Regions from separate parts of the Sus scrofa genome. Here regions 2 and 3 are each linked to region 1. A link is a contact called in public Hi-C and HiChIP or PLAC-seq data. All regions are on one chromosome and are shown on one strand. Each heading gives the region's core, a stretch centred on a gene start, on an enhancer-like site or on the middle of the called end of the contact. The rest is flanking DNA. Distances are from core to core; before and after follow the strand shown. Region 1 holds the start of ATP5G1 (ATP synthase, H+ transporting, mitochondrial Fo complex subunit C1 (subunit 9)). Region 2 holds the start of CALCOCO2 (calcium-binding and coiled-coil domain-containing protein 2). Region 3 holds the start of SNF8 (vacuolar-sorting protein SNF8).

Region 1 (2,979 bases), core at 254-2,753:
CGGCTGCACCTGTGGTGTACGGAGGTTTCCAAGCTAGAGGTCTACACAACAACCATAACAACTCAGGATCCGAGCCTCATCTGCCAATCTACACCACAGCTCACGGCAATGCTGATCCTTATCCCGCTAAGTGAGGCTAGGGATCGAACTCATGTCCTCATGGATGCTAGTCAGGTTTGTTAACTGCTGAGCCACGACGGGAACTCAAAGAGGATGTCTTTTAACAATCAATACAACATCATAGATCAACTATACTTCAATACAATTTAATTTTTTTAAAAAAACCACAAAAAACAAAGCCTTTCAACAAACATTGCCAAATTGCTTTCAAGAAAGGTTCTAGGGTGGTTCCTGTTGTGGCACTGCAGATTAAGACCCCAACACAGTGTTGGTGAGGGTCCAGGGTTGCCACAAACTGCACCCTAGGTCGCAGATGCAGCCCAGATCTGGGGTTGCTTGTGGGTGCTGTGGGCCTGTAGCTGCAGTTCCAATTCAACCCTTTGCCCAAGATCTTCCATATGCAACAGGTGTGGCCAAAAAAAAAAAAAAAAGGAAAAGAAAAGAAAAGAAAGGTTCTAGGCGGTGGCAATGTCACTGTTGAGGCTCAGGCTGAATTCCTGGCCTGGTAATTTCTGCATGCCTGCAGCCCCCTGCCTGCCTCCCCCCAAAAAAGTGCCTGGCTCACATTAATTTTAAAAAACTCTACTCTTTTGGTAAGAAATGCTGCATTTAAAGTTATGTTTCTTTGACTAGCTTAGTTGCACATTCTTTCCCTCAATTTACATTTTTTTAGTTCCAACTCTTTCCTCCTATCTCTATCAGATTGCTTTTGCAATACAAATATACTTAAGAACAACAACCCAGTGGTTGCTACTGCATGACTGCTCAACACTGGCAAAAACCCACAAAGGCGAGCTCGAACGTTAGCAAAGAACCTAGGCGACAGCTGGCCCTTATGTTTCATGGCGGAAACATGCCTTCCACAAATCACTAGGCGAAAATTACTGCAAAGGCGTTGGCTCTCCCAGTCTGGGGAGGAACGTCTCGCGGGATCTCAATCGCCCTTGGAACCTCTGACGCGACTACAAGACCCAACATGCAACGCGCCTCCAGGCCCTCGTTCTCGAATGAAGGCTAAGGTCCAAGGTCATGTGTCTATCTGCGTAAGGCGTCCGGTCATCTCTCCCACGCCTTTTTCTGCAGCTTTCCACCTTGGCCGCCATTTTGTGCGGGAGGCAATGGAACCTGAGTCCCTCGACTCTATGGTCCGCAATTCAGAGATCGTCCAATCGGAAGCCAGACCTTGAAGGAAAACCCCGCCTCTACCCGCAGGGAGGCGGGAACTGCCACGAAGCTCCTGTGGAGAGAGAGGAAGGCGCTACAGGAAACCAATGAGAAGGGAGGAATCTAAGATGTTAGCCAATGAGGGTGCGAGAGGATTGCGGCCAATGAGAGTAGGGGGACCCCCGGACACGTGGGTGGGGGCGCTGAGTGCTGAGTCCTACAGCTAAAGCCGGGAGGTGAGTCAGTCACCTTGAGCCGGGCGAGCGCTGTGTTCCAAGCCGGGGCAGCGGGGCAGTGAGAGTGCAGGTGACTTGGGGCCGAAAGCCAGTACTTGGCAGGGCTGTGGCCGGGTTGTGTGGAGGGGCATTTGCCCCTAGGGCCGGGAAAGGCGACGAGCCTCTATAGCCTTAACAATTAATGTTAATTACCAACCGTAATGGGTAACTGCCCTGGTTTAAGCGGACTGTGGACAGCTGTGTAAAATTAGGCAGACTCTGAACGGCATCTGCCCAGCTTTAACGTCCAGTCTTCCCCGGAGACCATCCTCTTGGGATAGCATTTCCCTCCTGGGCCGGGCCTCCTTCCTGTACTTCCGATTTCCATGACCTTCCTTTGCAGACCTGTCGCGCTGAAAGTGGTGGACCGGGAATTCGCCCAGTCCTTCTGACCTCTAATGTTCTCCTCAGCTGGTGCACCATTCGAGGAAGAGCGTGGTCCAGGGAGGACGGGCGGGGTGAAGGGGACGACCGAAGGTCGCCACTATAAGCAAACCACCAGGGTGCCAGTGGATTTTTTCTTTTTTCTCTGCAGACAGAAAAAATGCAAACCACCGGGGCGCTACTCATTTCTCCTGCTCTGGTAAGCTTGTGGCTCCGGGGTGCCCTGTAACGCCAGGTAGAGCCATCAGCGTTTAATGAATGAACTGAGAGGAGCTTGGCATCCTGCTGTTGTTGCCCCTTTAGGGAAGCTGTAGGATGTGATGCAGTTAACCTTTGATTATTTGGGCCTGTAAACCAAATTGTCTTGGCTTTGGAATGTGGTCAGAATCTGGATCTGACCTTTTTACTCCTTGTCTGACTTATAGCTAGACAGCCCACTGAAGCAGTGATTCTCAGCTTTGGCTGTACATTGGAATGGGGTAGCTTTTAAATAGTCTAACGCCCAGACTACCCCCCGTGGGGTGGAATCTATACATTTGTTTTGTTCTGTTTTTTGGAACTCCCGAGATGATGTGAATGTTAAGCCATGTTTGAGAACGGCTACGTTGTATTTGTTGAAATTTTTAAGAAAACTGTTGCAGGAGTCTTTGCTTAGGTGACTGTTTCAGGAGCCTTACCAGGCTCACTGGCCCACTCCATTCAGGGTGTGTAACCGTGATTGCATTTTTAGCAAAGTAAGATTTTCCTCTTTTGATTCATTTGGTGATCTGGGTACAAACCCTTCCTGTACTTGGTTTGATACTAGTGTGCGGTGTTTTGCGTGTGTTTGTTTTTGGGTTTTTTTGGTCCCTTCTGAGATACTGATTAAGTGCTGTGCCCACAGAAGTGAACCTCCTTACCTGGGAAGGTAAATGGGAAGGTTGCCACTGCTGATGACACCCTGGTCTCAGGACAGCCCTCTCTGGTTGAGACAGGAATACATTAATTGGCCTTGATATATATTGAACTTGTTTTGTAATATTTGTAGTCATTTGAC
Region 2 (2,979 bases), core at 353-2,852, 61 kb before region 1:
AGCAAAGCAAGGATTCAGAGACCAGGCATTGTAAGAATCTTGGAGTGTACAGAAATGTCAAGTGATGGTTTCTATTGAAGCGCTGATGGTTCTTTTAGGAAGTTCTTAAAATGAACAATGGATTTATTAGCATTTTTAACTTCCAGGCAAGTGTGTTAATAGCTGTCGTTTATGTAGACAGTAAGGTGTGTGTGGAGGAGGTGTCAGTTCTCGGTGCTTTTAAAAAAGCTGATGAGTGAAATGAATGGAAACATATTCAGGATTCTGAAGTTACTTATCCCTGCAGACAGAGTTTAAAAATGGAAGAGTACTATTTTGGTAGCTTAGACGATGACTTGAACTTTCAACAGAAACCCCACTCCCACCCAGGTTTACTCCCGAATTCCCAGCATCCTTTCAGTTGGGTGTCACCAGTCTTGTGAGAAGGCAGAATTAGGAGTTCCCTTCGTGGCGCAGTGGTTAACGAATCCAACTAGGAACCATGAGGTTGCGGGTTCGGTCCCTGCCCTTGCTCAGTGGGTTAACGATCCGGCGTTGCCGTGAGCTGTGGTGTAGGTTGCAGACGCGGCTCGGATCCCGCGTTGCTGTGGCTCTGGCGTAGGCTGGTGGCTACAGCTCCGATTCCACCCCTAGCCTGGGAACCTCCATATGCCGCGGGAGCGGCCCAAGAAATAGCAACAACAACAACAACAACAACAAAAAGACAAAAAAAAAAAAAAAAAAAAAGAAGAAGGCAGAATTAGGAATGCTCCTCCTCCTGCCTGAAACCTCAAGTGGCTTTAGGGCATAAGTTCGCTGGTTAGATGGCTTGGAAGAGTTTCCTTCCTGATTAACAGTTGCTGCTCCTTGGAGAAGGGGCACTTCTGAATTTAACCTTCCATAGACAGCATGTGCAGTGTCAAGAAATAATTATTCTGACAATAATACAGTAAGAGACTTTATTCAGGATTACTGCAATAGGGACATTACATTAGGGGAGAGAGACTGCACTCAACTCCAAATAAGGATAAGTGGATGGAAAATCACTAAGAAGCGACCTCAAGGATGGCGGATTGTTGCTAAACCGACTTACAGAATTGCAGTGCTGAAGGCAGGCCAGGGTTTGATGAGCTATCAAGAGTGGGGAATTTCCTCTAAACTGACTTAGCAGGATTCTTGCTGAGTTTCTTCTTACTCCAATGAGGAAGAGTGAACACTAAAGAATAACTTCTTTTTACAGGTATAATGATGAAACACGAACCTGGGCACCCAGGGGAACTATTGGGTCTCCTTGGGGGCAAGTGGGAGGCATAATTAAATGCCAAAGGGATTCTCATCTGTAAGATTCTTGATGAAGTTTTACGTGGAAACGGGAGAAAAATGAAGATGACCTCCCAAAGGTCCTTCAAACGTTTGTAGCTTTCTTGTTCAGGACTGAAAGAAATAAAAGTTAAAAAAAAAAAAAAAGAGGTAAGTCAACAGCTCGTTCTAGGGGCAGAAAGGGGCTCCCTGCAATGCGATCGCTGCTCTGGACTGGGGAAAACGTTAAGAACAGTGGAGCAGCCCGGGGGCCCTGCCAACGGAGCACTACAAGTCCCCAAAAGCACCGCGGTGGGGGCGGAGCTTCCTGACCGTTATGACGTAGTGGGCGTGGTCAGACGGGACAGCTCCTCTCGGCTTTTAGCCCCGCCCCTGTCCCCTTCCCCGCCCTGTTGCTGTTGCGCCGCGGCTGGTTGCTTCCCCCGGTGAGTCCCTGGAGTGAAAGAGGGCAATCAGGGACGGTTGGGGCCTCGCGTTCTCCGACTTTACACTTCCAGCCCTGAGAAAAGGCCCTGGGCGGGTAGAGGTGCTGCCGGTTTCGGTTTTCACCTCCTTCCATCTTTCTAGGGTGACTGTAAGTGGGAGTGGCGTCATGGAGTCCTTGGAGCCCCTCCGTCGCCTTGGAGGGTTGAAGGCAGTTTATCTCCCAAGGAGGGCAAGGTTTCAGGGTCCGGGGCGGGGTGGGCGGCTCATGAGACCGAAGGAACCTTCGGACCGGAGCGAGGGTCTTGACGTCATGACCTCTCTCGCTAGCCGAGCTTGTGCTGGTTCGTTAACCGCATGCTTGACGTCATCGCCTTCTGCTTCGTCGCCGAGGCGGGATCCTGCCCGGTCACTCGAGGCAATTTACTTTCTCTTGAGACCTCATTTTCGCTGTCCTGATCCCTGAAGTCCCCCTTTCCTTCAGTTGAGGCCATCTGTAATTGGAGGAGACGTTCTAGACAGCCGAGAAGAAAGAGCAGCTGGCGTGCGATGACTTGCTTCTTTACCATGGAGTTTTTTCCCATACTTCCTCCCCGCCGCCACCGTCCCCCCCAGTTTAATTTGGGGCCTCATTATGATTTCATATTAAATCCAGGGCATATTAACTTTTTTCCATCACTTGGATTCTTTGCTCCTGGTTGGTGTAAGCCAACAAGTGGCCATGGTTGGAGCTGAGTAGAATAGTACAAATGCTACGTATTATAACATCCCCACTATTGCGAAAACTGCTAAAAACAAAAGACTTAATACAGTAGGTCTTTGTAGATTATGTAGAACACATGATTAAGGAGTATCCAATGACACACTTTCACAGGTAGTTTCAGAGGGCCTCTACCTGAAACTACCTCTTTGCAGACATGATGGCTGTGGAGCACAAAGGACCCTGAGAGAGGTAGTCAGCGGGGGTTATGTAGCACTAACAAGTCGTCTTGTCTTTGGATTCAAATAGTACCAATAGTTAAAATTTTCTACTGTGCTTTTTATAAATGTACTACCATGCTTCCCCATTTTCTTAGATGAAAAGACAAGCTCTTTCACTTCCTTGGAATCATCATTATATGTAGCTGGAAAGCTTCTTAGAGCTTTTCTAGCCTGATCCACGCATTTTGCTGATGAGGCCTAAAAGGAGGTAGTGTGACTTGGCCAGGATCTCAGAGCTAGTCAGTAGCAGAACTAAGACAGGAACCCAGGTCCCCT
Region 3 (2,979 bases), core at 257-2,756, 42 kb after region 1:
ATGTGTTGGTGGTGGTGGGTACCATTGGTTAGGCAATATTTTCCTGTTATCCTTAGGCATTTAAAGTAAAAATTCAGGAGTTCCTTCTGTGGCACAGTGGAACTGCTGTTGTCTCTATAGTGGCCTGGGCCTCTGCAAGGGCACAGGTTTGATCCCCTGCCTGGCACAGTGGGTTAAGGATCACCACACCGTGCCATGCCTGGCACAGTGGTTTAAGCTATGGCCACAGCTGCAGCGTGGGTCCCAGGTGAGTCTCAGATTTGATCCCTGGCCCAGGAACTTCCACATGACAAAGGGTGGCCAAAAAGGAGGCAGGGGAGGGAAAAACTCAAAAGACCTAACTCGACTCCCCACTCCCCAACTTACTACTCATGTAACCTTGGATATAGCACCTAACACTTCGGTGCCCTCAATTCTAAACTGAAAAAGAGAATTCCTTCCTGACAGAATTGTCAGGAGAAAGATAGGACATTTAAAGAAAACGGACAAGTGCCTGGGATGCTACGAGCAGGTAATCACTCAAAGATGTTGGCTCTCACTGTTATTAGCAAGATCTGAGCAGCCTAGAGACTGGGATTTACCTAATACCCTATTTTTATTTTTTTATTATTACCATCATTTATTTTTTGGCCGAACCCAGTGGTATTTGGAAGTTCCCAGGCCAGGGATCAAACCTGAACCACCCAAGCCACAGCAGTAATAACCGCTTAACCGCTAAACCACCAGGGAACTCCAAATACCCTATTTTTAGTTAGATCCAAACAATCCGGTTTATATCAAAAAGGGATGGAAATGCTATAAAACTGGGTTGTGATGATCATCGTATAACTATAAATGTAATAAAATTCATTGAGTTAAAAAATTTTTTTAAAAATTTTAAAGTGTTTTGCCCAGCCTGTGGGGTCTCCCTCGCTGTCTGGACCCTCCAACCCACTCACCTGGGCCAGTTGGTCCTCAGCCAAGACAGTCCCTCGCTCCTTATACTTGGCCTGTCAGACAAAGAAACAAGCATGAGTTCAGAAAGTGGGTGCTGAAGGCTCCCACTTGTACTGTCTCCGCAAAGGTATGAAAAGAGGAGCGTCTCGCAAATGGGTTTTCCTAGGGAGAGGGAGTCAGGAAGTAGAACAGACACGTCTGGAGCCAAATTGCGCGAAGTGAGGGAAAGGGCTGATGGATCTGGGGATGCTGACGTTCCAAGCCACCGGAAGCTAGAGAAACTCAGTTCTCCAGGACCAGAGAAGCCCACGTCAGATGCTACTGGGAGGCGATTTGAGGGTATAGAGCTCTGCTTGGAGAGACTTCTGTCTCCCGCGGGTCAGGTGTGGCTGCGGGCCCGCCTCCTTCCACTCACCTCGGCAAGCTTCTTCTTGGCGATGGCGCCAGCGCCCACCCCGCGGCGGTGCATCCCCGCCGTGGCCCGCAGGCCACCCAGCTGCCGGGACCCCGGGTCTCCGCGTCCCGGGATCCGCCGCCGGCTCCCCCGACGCGGAAGCGCGGGTCGTGCGTCATCTCCGCGCGCCGGAAGCTACGCCCGAACTTCCGGTCGCGGGGGTCGACCTGTCTCACAGTCAGGGGCCCAACAGCCCCGCCCCTCGCTCCCGCAGGGATACGGAAAACTCCTTGTGGCCGGGTGCTCCCCACCTACGTGCACTTTTCGGACCCTCTCGACTTCCTGCGACTGTCCTCTACTGCCACCCTCCGTCTGCTGGCAGTCTGCTGTGTGCCACGCCCTGAGTTGGGCACCGAGGGTTCCAAAATGAGCATAAAACAATCTGTTCTATGCCATTGGAGCCCACCCTGAATCACACTTAGAGCTTGTGACTGGGGAAGGCGTTACAGTTAAAAACTCTATATTGAGTTAGATTACCTCGTTCCGTAGGTCTCTTTCCCTACATACAGTGCAGTCATTTCAGGCATATTCTTTGATCTCTTGTATTCCATTTTCCAGATTGCGAAAGAGTCATACCTATTCAAAATTGTGAGAATTAAGCCAAAAAATATAAAACAAAGCATTTAGTGCAATGCCTGGTACATAAATGAATTTCAGCTATGTTTGTTTCATCAGATCTAGAGATGAATCAGTCATCTGTGTGTTTAGGAAGCTCCATAAGTGACTTCCATAGCATTGTTGAGTCCAACAACAACAAAAAAGGATCTAATGGAGGTTTCTTAAACCAGGGGGTAATAATACCAAGTTTTCGTTATAGAAGAATTAATGGCAATCTAGGCTTCATTTTAAGTCAGTTGTAGCAATCCAATGTAGAAATGATGAGGACCAGAACTAAGATAGTGTAAGGCTAGAGAGAATGGGACAAATTCAAGACGTGTTAAGAAGGTAGAATGGTGAAATTGGTAAAACAAGAGCAGAGCTGATGGGAAAAGTTAGCAGGATGATCAATTTCCTGGCTTGGGCAACACAGTGGTGCGGTTCAGAAAGAGGGTGGGAAGAGACCACAGGATGAAGTCAGGGAAATAATTAAGAGTGGTTTCAAAAATGTTGAAATTGAGGTTTGTGGGACATCACAGGAAAGAATTGTCATTCAATGTACTGGTATGACATTCACAGAGAACTGGGCTGGGCTACAGATCAAGGTGAAATCATGAATGTGAATAAAGTTACCAGAGAAGTTTCAAGAAAAAGGACAAAAAAAAGGCTGGAAGCAGAGATTGGTGGCAGGATACTTAATTGTCACTTGGGCCCTTGACGGATGTTGGAGCAATGAGCCCAATGAATATGGGTCCCTGAGGATTTCATGGAGCAAGCTGTCACACCAGCCCTGGGCTGCCTGCATCTGGATGTTTATGAGAAAGAGAAATAATTGTTTATCTTTCTAAAGATATTTAGCATTGTTATCTTGTGGCAGGGTGGTTTTTGTTTTGTTTTATTTATGGCTGCTTCCAAGGCACATGGAAATTCCTGGCCCAGGGATCAAATCTCAGCCACAGCTGGGACCTATGCCACAGCTGGGGCAACATCAG

What was found. Hi-C and Micro-C count contacts between places; a contact is called where the count stands out from the background. HiChIP or PLAC-seq counts read pairs in DNA pulled down with a chosen protein or histone mark.
Region 2: an H3K27ac HiChIP or PLAC-seq map of alveolar macrophages shows a contact between it and region 1. The contact joins the promoter of CALCOCO2 here to the promoter of ATP5G1 in region 1. A contact is called at or near these places in 3 of 47 Hi-C or Micro-C datasets (liver and skeletal muscle) and 2 of 2 datasets of contacts at active chromatin or transcription factors (alveolar macrophages and skeletal muscle).
Region 3: a contact with region 1 is called in a Hi-C map of liver, with 6 times the contacts expected there. The contact joins the promoter of SNF8 here to the promoter of ATP5G1 in region 1. A contact is called at or near these places in 1 of 5 promoter capture datasets (liver), 5 of 47 Hi-C or Micro-C datasets (blood, heart right ventricle, liver and 1 more) and 2 of 2 datasets of contacts at active chromatin or transcription factors (alveolar macrophages and skeletal muscle).

The regions. Positions count from the first base shown.
Region 1 is chr12:25,109,314-25,112,292 of Sscrofa11.1, forward strand. ATP5G1 (ATP synthase, H+ transporting, mitochondrial Fo complex subunit C1 (subunit 9)) reads left to right here and starts at 1,504. Exons shown (of 5, transcript NM_001025218.2): 1 at 1,504-1,590; 2 at 2,095-2,142. The coding sequence starts at 2,104.
Region 2 is chr12:25,048,406-25,051,384 of Sscrofa11.1, forward strand. It overlaps CALCOCO2 (calcium-binding and coiled-coil domain-containing protein 2), which reads left to right and starts at 1,603. Exons shown (of 13, transcript XM_003131552.4): 1 at 1,603-1,724.
Region 3 is chr12:25,151,341-25,154,319 of Sscrofa11.1, forward strand. SNF8 (vacuolar-sorting protein SNF8) reads right to left here and starts at 1,507. Exons shown (of 8, transcript XM_003358083.4): 1 at 1,352-1,507; 2 at 939-989. The coding sequence starts at 1,405.